Regions from separate parts of the Sus scrofa genome. Here region 2 is linked to region 1. Evidence: chromatin contacts called from public HiChIP or PLAC-seq data. All regions are on one chromosome and are shown on one strand. Each heading gives the region's core, a stretch centred on a gene start, on an enhancer-like site or on the middle of the called end of the contact. The rest is flanking DNA. Distances are from core to core; before and after follow the strand shown.

Region 1 (5,746 bases), core at 1,430-3,929:
CCTCCCCATCTGTCTCTGACCATCTGCTCCTTAGCTGAGGGGCCTGGGAAGGGGACTGGAGTTTTGCATGCCCCTCCCCCAAGCCACCCACCTGCTGATTCCCCCACATCCTGACTGGGCGGGAGTGGGGTGGGGGGGGTGCACCAGATGGGGAGAGCAGAGTAGGGAGGGTCAGGGAACCCCAGAATCTGTGCTTGTTTACTCACCATTGTCGAATTCATCAGGAATCTGGGAGGTAGAGAGAATAATGGAAGGTTTGAGATGGCAGAGGCAGAACCCCATCACACCCAGAAAAGGAATCACCAGGGCCCCGGGAAGAGTAGGCAAAGGTCTCTGCGAGGGAGAGGTTCACCCCAGACCAGAAATGAGCCTGAACAGACCAATCGGGAGGAGACCCACAGGATAGACCCCCGGTAAGTCGTCTGAGTCTCTCTGCTACTCACCTTGGCACCATTTTCATCCACAGAGTTGTTTCCTGCAAGGAAGATAGTGATGAATGAGGACTGAGGCTTGGTCTCCTGGGTTTTAAGGGAGGAAGGGGGCAGGGGGGCTACTCCTGGGTCCTGATGAAGAGGGCTAGAGGCATTGTCTCCTGAGAGAGGAGGGGGCTCTTCGCCAGGATTCTTGGGCCTCTGAGACAAAAAGGGCTGGGGCAGGGCCTTTTGGGTCTCTGAGGAATGAATGAAGGGACTAGGGGAAGGTCTGGGGTTTTGAGTGCTGAGGGAAGAGGTAGCTTAGGAAGTTAGTTCAGGCCTATCCTCCCTCTTCTTCCAACTGACTCCCTGTAGTTTAGGGCAAGAAACAACTAGAAAGAGTAGAACTTTGAGGAGAACAGTGGGAGACCACCCTCATTTCCTAGTTGGCTGCCCTACTGAGGGAGGAGCCAGGGAACACAGATGGGTGAAGTCTTTAGAAGAAACGGGGAGGTTTGTTCTGCAGTAGAACAGAGGGTCGACAAGAAAACTGGTGGACAGGCATATGTCTCTCACCGAAGATATAGACGATGCTCACGGTCCCACCAGCCCCGAGCAGCCCAGCAAGCCAGAGTGCGACTTTTTTGGCATAGCTGGGACCCTCCGAGCTCCTCTGCTGCTGTGGCCCCTGGACCTGGACCTTAGTGCCTGCTCGGCTCCCGATCTCTGCAGTCTGCAATTGAGAGGGGGTAGGTTGGCCAAGAGAGGGGAAAAGTCAGGGTGGTTTGGGTACCCTGAACTGAGAAGAATCAAGGTTGGAAGCCAGAAAGCAGACACCCACATGGCCTCCGGAGTTGTGTTCCTGCCTGGAGCCAAGATTCCAGGGGTTCAAGAGTTGACAGGCTAGGTGCCCAGGATCCTAAAGGCAAAAGATTGGAGACCCTGAAGAGGGGAAAAGCAGGGCAGGGAGATGAGATCAGGGAGTCCGTCTGCACACTGGGATTCCTAAAGCAAGGCAATGAAGGACACACAAGGGGACAGGACGGGGAGTAGGGTCATCCAGATGTCTGGGGCTCAAAGTAGCAGGATATGGAAGGGAAGGGATAGGAGCGAGGCTGGAGGAGCAATAGCTTCTCTGGGGCTTGGAGAAGTAGGGCACGTAAGTGAAAGACCTGGAGATCAGAATGGCTGGGTCTCCGTCAAGATGGAGAGAGGTCAAAATCAGAAGCTCCAACATCTACCTCTCCACCACACCCCTCTCAGGGAAAATACCCTCAAGGCCACGCTGGGACTCGACCTTCCCGGGCCCCTCCCCCTCTAGTATTACCTAGGGCGGCCAAGACGGGAGAACAGGTGACCCCCCCACCCCCACCCCGGGCGCCCACGTGGGGTCCAGAGGAGGTAGGATCCAAAGGACGCACTTGAGCCCCTAAGCATCTAGCCCGGGGAAGCAAGCGCCGCCTACCCGGGGAAGCAGGGAAGAGACCCAAAACGCGGGCGGCGTTCCATTCAGCACCCTGAGGTGCTGTGTCCCAGAGCCTCTGGGCGGCAGCGGCCCGCCTGGAACTCCAGGAAGGAGCCTCCGCACCCGAGGGCCACCCCAGTCCAGCTCACCTGGTCTGGGGCCCGGGGAGGCGCCGTCGCGAGCCTCGCGCACAGCCCCCGCGCGCCTTGCAAGAGCCCGCTCCGCAACCGCAAGAACAGCCCCGCCGAGGCCGCCATCTTGCGCTGACGCCACGAGGCCCCGCCCACTCGTCCCCCCCCCCTCCTCCCCGCCCCGGGCCCGCACCGCAGCCAATAAGGGTGCAGGCGAGAGGCGGGTGGACGGGAGCCCGAGAGAGACAAAAGGCTTCGGGAGCACTGCAGCGGGCGCGCTCACCCCCAGTCACTCTTTTGCCGCCTGGGGCAAGCCAACCAGGAGAGTCAGCCGGCACCACGCCTCCCTCCAGACGGAGGGCGTTCCACCGCCCCTGCCGCAGAACAGGGCAGACACCCGCTGCTCGGAGGTCAAGCTGAGGCCCTAACCGAGGGATCCAGTCTGTGGCTGCTTGATTTGTCCTAACAGCCAAAAGTCAGGAGCGGGCCCCTCCTCCCATGAGCTTCCTATAAACGGTCTGGAAAGACAGTCAGTTTCATATGGAGGCTCAGCGAAAGAGAACAGTCGCCCTGTCTGGTGGGCTTCGAGTATTGAGAGGAAATCCATGAATCAGAGGCTACAGGAGCCACAGTAAATCTCCCTCAAATTATTTTCAAGGGAAAAAGTCATGCTGGTTTTTTTGTTTGTTTGTTTTGTCTGCCTTTTCTAGGGCCGCTTCCGCGGGATATGGAGGTTCCCAGGCTAGGGGTCGAATAGGAGCTGCAGCCGCTGGCCTACACCACAGCCACAGGAACGCGGGATCCGAGCTGCGCCTGCAACCTACACCACAGCTCACGGCAACGCCGGATCCTTAACCCACTGAGCCAGGCCAGGGATCGAACCTGCAAGCTCATGGTACCTAGTCGGATTTGTCAACCACTGCGCCACGACAGGAACTCCAGTCATGCTGTCTATATAGGCTTTTTTTCCTCCTCGCCTGCAGCATGCAAAGGTTCCCAGCCACGGATTGAACTTTGGGATGGTAGAAGCAACCTGAGCCTCAGCAGTGACAACACCGGATCCCTACTTAACCTATTAACTCCGTTATGTAAACTTAAAAGAACACTTAAAGCCACCACACAACATTTAGGGATAAATACTAAGGTAGTAAAAGTACCGATGTTAGGAAAAAGACACAGGATTCAGGGCTGTGATTACCTCTGGAGGAGAATGTACTGGGTGTGCCGCTAAAGTGGATCCTTCCTATCAGGTTCCTAAGCAGAGTGGTGGGGACATGGGTGTTCTTGGTGGATCTTTTTGAACAGCTCAACATTTTAATTTTTTATGGCCACATCCACAGCATACGGAAGTTCCCCAGGCCAGGGAATGAATCCCAGCCACAACTGTAACCCACCCCTAGCTGGGGCAACCCTGGATCCTTTAACGACGGCCACAGCTGGGTACAGATCCCCACCTCTGCAGCGACCCAAGCTGCTACAGTAGGATTCCTAACCCACTGTGCCACAGCGGGAATTCCCTCAACTATCTTATAATACATTTTATATTGCATTTGCAAAAAGACCTGTGACTATCAAATGAGGAAAGTGAAGGAGTCAGGTACTAAGCCCCGTTTGCCACACTGCTCCTCATTCCCATGCCCAAGCTCTTAGACAAGCTACAGCAATGCTGGCATCACTGCTGATGGGCTCAAGAGAAAGGACCATCAAATGCTGCACCATAGGAGGAATCTGTTTCCAATTTAATATTAACCGATTTTTACTTCACTCAAGCATGAGACTCAAGCATAAGACTCAAGCATAAGACGGAACTTTGTCAATTACATGACAAGCTCTGTTCTAATAATCTCTTTCCAACATCTTACACATTCAAGAGCCCTCAGGGTAGGGAGTATCATTTTCTAGATGAGAACACTGAGGTTTATGTAGACAGTAGACTGTTACTTACCTAAGACCACACAAGTAAGTGGGGTCTGCAAATGACCCTCCTCACAAACTGGAACACACGCCCACACACGCCCGACTTTTGACCAAAGAGCTTTTTATTAAAGACCATAACACAAAAGCAAGCCGAGGAAGGTGGGGTACAAGAAGGTGGGGACCCTCCCCCAGACTCTACTCTGATTCCCATGAATAGGGAGGAAGATAGGAACCCATAAATGAAAATAAAAGAAATCCTGAACAATCAGGCTAACCCTGCTCCAGGCCCCAGATCCTGTGTCAGAGCCAAGGGCCAGGGGAGGAAGGAGGGACACTCTCCATCTGCCAGACATGTGCCAGAGTCCACCCTGCCTGTCTCAGGCCTCCAGGAGCTTCCCCAGGAAGCGGAGGTTGAGGATCTTGAGCTGTTCATCAAGGTCCATGCGGACAATGCCATCCTCGCCATCAATGCTCAGCAGGACACCTGTGGCTTCCCGATCCTCACCCAGGATCACCTTCACCTGGGGCGGGGGACACACACACACAAGGTCAGGGTCCGAGGCGCAGCCCAATGCCCCCACGTTCCTTTGTCCTCTCTTACCTTGTTGTTCTTGGTGGGGGTGATGGGCTCCAGGTGCTCACTGGAGATGCTGACAACCTTCTCACTGTCCTTCAGGTACACAGAGCACATGCCTCCCTGGGAGTGGGGACAGCCTGGTCAGCCTGGCCTACTCCCAACAAAGACCCGATACCCACCCTCAGGGGACACAGGATCAGGGTTCATTCTAAGAAGTCACTTTTCCAAGGTGACACAGGAGCAGGAAAGGTCAAAGCTGGGCCCAGTTCAAGACCTGGGGTCTGCAGTCTGCAGGGTGGGGTGATGAGATTAGCAAGGCAAGCACCAACATGAAGCCAACTTAAGCCAACAGGGAGACTGCTTCTCAGGCTCTTGACTCTCTGTGTTCCAAACTGGCCTCAGCTTCCCCCCCACATTTGTTCCTCCTCCTGGGCCGCTGTCTCTCAGGGATGGCCCCACGGTCCCCAGTCAGCAACTTCAACAACCTCCAGCTCTGAGGCCTGCCCATTCAGCCTCCCGAGGATGCTCCCTCCCTCTTCTCCTCCCCCCAGGCCTGCAGTGCAGCTGCACCTCCCCCTGGTCTCCCAGGCCCATCTCACCACACCTAATCCATCTGTGACAGACCAGCACAGCTCTGGTGCCACCACTCCTCCCAGTGCCCTCAGGACACAATCCAAGATCCACAGGCTGGCATGTGACTGGCTCCAGCCACTTCTCTGGCCTCCTCCGTCACCTTCCCCCTTGAGTCTTTATGTTCCAGCCACAATGAAGAGGCTCCACTCCCCAGATAAGCCAGGCCTTCCCTCACCTCCAGGCCTTTGTGCCTGCCCTCTATCTGGAATGCACTCAGCCCTCTCCCCAGCCATTTCCCCTGGCTTACTCCTGTTCATCCTTCAGGTCTCGACACAGATGTCACTTTTTCCAGGAAGCCCTCCCTGACCCCTTCCGAAGTGGGATAAGGTGCCTCCTCTGGGTTCATGCAGTCCTCTTTGCCCTCTGGGCTTCTCACATCCCAGCTCTAGCCACCAGGGCTGTCACTGTCTGGGGACATTATCTCCCCCACTGGAATGTGAGATCTGTGCGGGCAGGGCCTAGAGCTAGCTTTGTCTCTTGGTGTTTAATTAATTCAATATTTACTGAAGAGCCAACAAAGTGCCAGTCACTCATCTAAGAACTGGGGCCACTTAGGAAGAAAATACAGGTTTGGTAATCAAAGAACCACCCTAGGGTCAACTTTAAGCTT
Region 2 (5,746 bases), core at 1,657-4,156, 280 kb before region 1:
AGGTGAGCATCATGATGCTGCTGTCGGCCTCGGGAGGCAGCACATCCACCAGGGCATTGCTGTGCTTGTGGAGCGCCACCGAGGCATTGGGCTTGAGCAGCTCCCGATCAATGGTGCTCAGGATGCGCACATAGTAGTTGGAGCCTTTGGGAAGAAGACAGGGAGAGGGGAAAATGAGACGTGCCCGAACCTCAACACTGTCCCCTGCCCCTGGCTTCCGGTCTTGCCTCCTCCCTTCCACAGCCCACATGCACATTGACAGCTTCCCTGTCTGTCTACAGCCCTGCCTCTTTCGAGCTCCAACCCTGGGTGACCAGCAGCCTCCTACAATGTCCTCAGGGCATGTCTCACTCCCTGTGTCTCAATGTGTTCTCAGTGACACCTCCCCCCCACCCCGCATGGTGCTGCTCTTTCTAGGACTCTGTCCCTGGGAGGCCAGTGATCCCTAATCGTCACTAGCCAGAGCCCTACGGCCCATCCTGGACCTTTCTCTGCTTCTCTCCACAGCCCATCAGTCACTATGGCCTTCCACCCACCTCCAGAAATGTTTCTCCAGCCAATCCCTCTCTCCTTCCCAAGGACCCTGCCCTGATTCAGCGCCATCCTTTTCATCCAGGTCTCTGCACCAGACTCTGCTCACTGGGCCTCCGGTCCACTTTCTACATTTATGACACGCATCTCTGTCTAGCCTCAGTCTCTCTCCTGACCTTCAGACCTGGCTGTCCAGCAGCCTCCCAGACACCTCCCAGGCAGTGATGTCTCAGACTGCCCTCACCGTCTCCCCACAAACCGCTTTTCTGCCTAAGGCACCATCTCAGGGATCACCCCACTGTCCCCCTCCGTGCTATAGACCAAAGACACAAGCCTCATTTTAGACATCTCCCTCCCTTCACTACCTCACAACCAGCCCATCAGTGCAATTTCATTGCCCAGTCACACACCTTTCCCCACAAGCTTTACAAGAATACGGCTTGGTCTCGAGGAGCAGAGGCCAGAAACAGGAAGAAACAGATCAGACACAGAGACAATGACCATCATGAAGGCAGAGCCTAGATCCATGTTAGCAACAGCAGGTACTGTATACAGAGTCCTTACCAAAGCCCAGTCTCTTAACACATCACCTATGCTTTCAAACTACAGGTCCTAATCCAGTAGTAGTTTACAGAGTCATGATGAGAACAGGGTTGAAAACGAATTAGAGCCTGTCACACATAGTAAGACTAACCATTGTTTGGCCAAACTTTTACTATATGTTATATACACGCACACACACAAAAAGAAAATATGAAACACATTTCCACTCTTGTATCAGATCAAAATACTTTGAAAGACACCATTACACTGTCTTGCCTCGTTTGCCGTGCTAAGTTCCTGGCACATGGTAGGAAACAGTTAACGGCTGTTGCATGGACAGATGAGGAAACAGCCCCTGCCCCCACGCACCTGTGGTGGAGCCCACGATGGCTGTATTCTGATCCACAGCCTCCAGAAACTGCCCGATAACTAGTGGGATGCTTTGGATTCGCTTCACCTCCTCCTGGGCGTGGAGGAATTCCTTCTTCAGGTTCTTTTGCTCATCCTTGATGTACTCCTCCTGCACCTCCAGGAACTCCAGCTCTTGCTGCAGCTTCTGTGAACAGAGAGGAGAGAGGCAGGGTATGGCTCCAGGCCTTGCTGACCCAAGGAGTGGTGAAAGGTGGGGAAAGTATGGGATGCTGGGCCCAGAGCAGTGTCCGGATTGGGTCTGAATTGTACCTTGTAGCGGCTGTACAGGTCCTCCAGGTCCTCAGGCTCAGGCCCCAAGAAGGACAGGCCAGTCTGGGGCCGTGACACAGACAGAGCTGGGATCTCATCCTAGACCATGGAGGGAAACACAGTTTGGAAGAGGGTCCCCTTATGAAAAAATCTAGAGTCCCCTTCCCACTTCAGCATAAAGGCACTTGGCCACTAAATCGATTCTGGAAAGCTCTCAGCCACCTAAACAGGTTCCTGAAGTCATTCAGCTACTAACAAGCCCCTAGGTCAACCAACCTTCCAAACAGGTCTTTTGCTATCATGTCCCCAATGTCACCCAATTCCCAACGAGGGCCTAAATCAACTACTTACTAGACCCCCAATGCCCTCCAGCGCCCCCCACCCCAAAGCAGGTTCCGGCCCTCTCAGTTGACTGTTAAAGTCACCATGACTTCAAACTGTCCTGGAATTATTACTCAGTTACCCCCTAAAGATCCCTCAAGTCACAGAACTCCAACTCACATTAGGCCCCAATGTCATCCAGCTCCCCAGGTAGGCCCCAAATACCATTCGGCCAGACCACAGATACTACTCGGCCCTCAAACAACAGCTAAGCCCCGAATATCAGTCAGCTCCCAGCCCAGCCTCTGCTATCATTCGGCCCCACGGCCAAGGCTCATCACTCATCACCCGACCAATTCCGCCGGGCCACCGATGTCACAGCACTCTCTGCTAAACTTTGGAATTATTCAGTCCCAAAGAACCTCTAATGCCACTCGTTTCCCCAGCCCGCTTTCTGAGCGCTACTGCCCTCCTAACATCACTCAACCACCCGCTCCAGGCCTCGGGACGGCACGAAGCTCTCTACCGAGCCCTTCGAAATCACTCAGACCCAGGCCTGGATCCCGCAAGTCACGCAGCATCCCATGCAGGTCGGCTTCCCCCTCTCCCCGAGAGCCAGACCCCACCGGACCTGAGCTTTCTCCACCAGGATGCCTATCTCCTCCATAGTGACCAAGCCGGCCTCTGTGTGGCCCGGCCTAATCCAGTCACCGCTTCCGCTGACGCCAGCGGAAAGCCAGGACCTGGTGCCTTCTGGGAAACGTAGTTTTAAGACACCACCGAGAGAAGGCTGGAAGGGCCGGACAGGTGGAGGGAAGGGCAAACCTCGTCCTAGGCTCCGCCCCAATATGTGCGCATGCGCACTCGGTTCCTTGCGGGCTCGCGCGCGCTGGGCCCTGGAGCGGTGCGCTTGCGCAATAGCTTGCGGTAACGGGGTCTCGCGCGGGCGCTTCCCGCTTGTGTGTTCTTGCCAACCGAGGAGCGGTTCTCTTTTTTCTCTTTCACTTGAGGAATTTCTCAAGAGGTCTGTTAGAATGTCATGGCCAAGTGCTCTTCTTTCTTATTTAGTGGTCGGGCTGGAGATGCCTTGGGCTGCGGCCGAGGATTGCCTCCTGCGCGGGGGCGGGAAGACCTGGACTGCCCCTGAGAATTAGCCGCGAATCAAGTAGAACCTACGCTTTAGGGCTGGAGAAGGTGAGAGCAGCAGTGCCAGGAGTTTGGTCACGCAGGAGACCTGCAGCTCTACACCAGGCCCTGTGCTTAAGTCTTAGGTGCTTAACTTAATTGAATCTTGACAGACTTTATGTTCCCTTTACAGGGACAGAAACCAGAATGGGGCCCCCATCTGTCTGTTCCCAAAGCCTGTGCTTCAGGCCCTGGGGGTACACCGCTGCTCATCACACCAGCTACAGTTTTGTTCTGCCTTTTTTTTTTTTTTGGCTTTTTGGCTTTTTGGCTTATAGGCCGCAGTTGCGGCATATGGAGGTACCCAGGCTAGGGTCAAATCTGAGCTGTAGCTGCAGCCGGCCTACGCTATTGCCACAGCAACGCGGAATCCCAGCCGCGTCTGCGACTTTTACACCAACGCAGAATCTTTAACGCACTGATTGAGGCCAGGGATCGAACCCGTGTCTTCATGGATGCTAGTCGGGTTTGTTAACCGCTGAGCCAGGACGGGAACTCCAGCTACAGTTTTGTTAAGTAAACTTTGTTCAAGTGTAAGTTCAGAGAAATATAAAGATCATTAGCGTACAGTTCAACGAATTTACACAAAGTGAACACCCCCATATAACCAATCCTTAGACCAAGAAACCAAACATTAGCAGACCACAGAAGCCCTGCGCACTCTCTTTTCTGCCACCCTCATCCCTTCTGAAAGTTATCACTGACCTGATTTCTACCATGGATTACTTTTGTCGGTTTTCAACTCTCTGGGGACCCCATACAGTGTATGCTGTGATTTAGCTTCTTTTACTTAACATTATGTTTGTGCGATAATACTGTATGTAGGGATAGTTCTTTCGTTTTCATTTCTGTATGGTTTCCATTGTGTACCTAAAACTGGATATCTTCCAGTTTGGTTCTATACTACATATGCTTGTACATTTCTTTGGTAAACATGGGAACACATTCAGGAGCAGAATTGCTGGTCAGAGGGCAGGTATGTGTTTAGCTTTAGTAAACGCTGTCGAACTAAACTAACTTACACTCCCACCAATTGAGCATGCATTTGATATTGTCTCTATTTAAAAATTTTTTCCATTCTCCTGGGTGTGTGGTGGGTTGTCACACCAGACACCCTTTTGTATGCTTCTTTTAGCCAGGCAATTTAAACCATGATCTCTGAATCCTTACACCACCCTCAGGGGTAGGTTTGTCTTTTTGTTTTTGTTTTTCCTATTTTGGTTGCCCCATGGCACATGGAGATCCTGGGCCAGGGATGAGATCCAAGATGCAAGTTGCCTATGCAGCAGCTATGGCAATGCTGGATCCTTAACCCACTGTGCTGGGCTGGGGATGGAACCTTTGTCCTGGTGCTGCAGAGACACCGCTGATCCCATTGAGCCACAGGGGGAACTCCAACGTCCCACTGTTTTTATTTTCACAAAATAAAAGGGAAAACAATGGCAACAAATCCTTCATTTTTTTTTCTCTGCGTCGACAGCTCTCAATTCCATCTTTCAGCTTTCTGCCTGACACCCAAAAGGCATCCCAGATTTCTACTTGAGTCTTAGAGTCTGTGACTTAAAACAGAATCCATCATCGTCCTCCTTGTCTCTTGTTCCCTATTCTCCCAGTTTCCACACTTCAGATTCAAACCTATGTTATCTTTGCCATTATTCTTCTAAGCCCCATCAAATTGTCTCCAAGTTCTCTCTGCCGCCTCTGCAATGATAAATCAATGGAATCCAATCCTTTGGAATCTTCGTGGAGAATAATCATAGGTAGCCATTTCTTGAATACTGTGTACCTGGTTCTTTGCTAAGCATTTTACCTCATTATCTTATTTAATCTTCACAACAACCTTAGGAAGCAGATAGCGAAAGTAACTATACAGAGTGCTTACCTTGTGCTAGATTTTATACATATTGTGATTTAATCCCAGATTCAAGTGGAATTTGAAGTGGGAGCTGTTATCCTCTTTCTCAGGTCCTACATGAGAAACCAGGCTCAGAGATGGGAGGTCACTTACCCAAGATCACACAGCAGTTAAATGGTGGAGCTGGCATTCAAATCCAGCGCCTTTGCTCGTAACCTCACGTGATAGTTATTGGGATTTGCAGATGATCTTCCACAGGTGAGCCAAGTTCTTCTCAAGAAAGAGAACATCAAATCATTTAAGGAGTTTCTTCAAGCTAGCCTCACCTTTCCCTGTGCCCTCTCATTATAACCCTCCTTTCCATCTCGTGGTTAAGAACCACCCATCTAGGTCATCTATCAGTGGGCAAATTAGAGCCAGGACCAGCCCAGCTGACTATTTAACTCTCCTGGTTCAAGTCCGGGGCTTTCTCCTTCTCGACCACACTGCCTTCTAACGGAAGCCCCGAGCAGCTCTTGTTCTGAGTGAGAGTATTCCTGAATCTGTGCTTTAGAGCCCTGGGTGAAGCTAAGTGTGTGCAGGAGCCAGCAGACCAGTCCGTAAAGACAGGGGGCTGGCAGAGGACCTATT

What was found. HiChIP or PLAC-seq counts read pairs in DNA pulled down with a chosen protein or histone mark.
Region 2: a contact with region 1 is called in an H3K27ac HiChIP or PLAC-seq map of alveolar macrophages. The contact joins the promoter of PSMC4 here to the promoter of TIMM50 in region 1. A contact is called at or near these places in 1 of 5 promoter capture datasets (liver), 1 of 47 Hi-C or Micro-C datasets (epiblast stem cells) and 1 of 2 datasets of contacts at active chromatin or transcription factors (alveolar macrophages).

The regions. Positions count from the first base shown.
Region 1 is chr6:48,123,403-48,129,148 of Sscrofa11.1, reverse strand. It overlaps TIMM50 (mitochondrial import inner membrane translocase subunit TIM50), which reads right to left and starts at 2,679. Exons shown (of 13, transcript XM_021097543.1): 1 at 2,631-2,679; 2 at 2,188-2,313; 3 at 2,028-2,185; 4 at 990-1,146; 5 at 444-475; 6 at 207-228. The coding sequence starts at 2,679. SUPT5H (transcription elongation factor SPT5) reads right to left here. Exons shown (of 32, transcript XM_005655822.3): 31 at 4,528-4,623; 32 at 4,029-4,447. The coding sequence ends at 4,304.
Region 2 is chr6:48,403,397-48,409,142 of Sscrofa11.1, reverse strand. PSMC4 (26S protease regulatory subunit 6B) reads right to left here and starts at 2,906. Exons shown (of 11, transcript XM_021094383.1): 1 at 2,708-2,906; 2 at 1,756-1,854; 3 at 1,444-1,630; 4 at 1-144. The coding sequence starts at 2,743.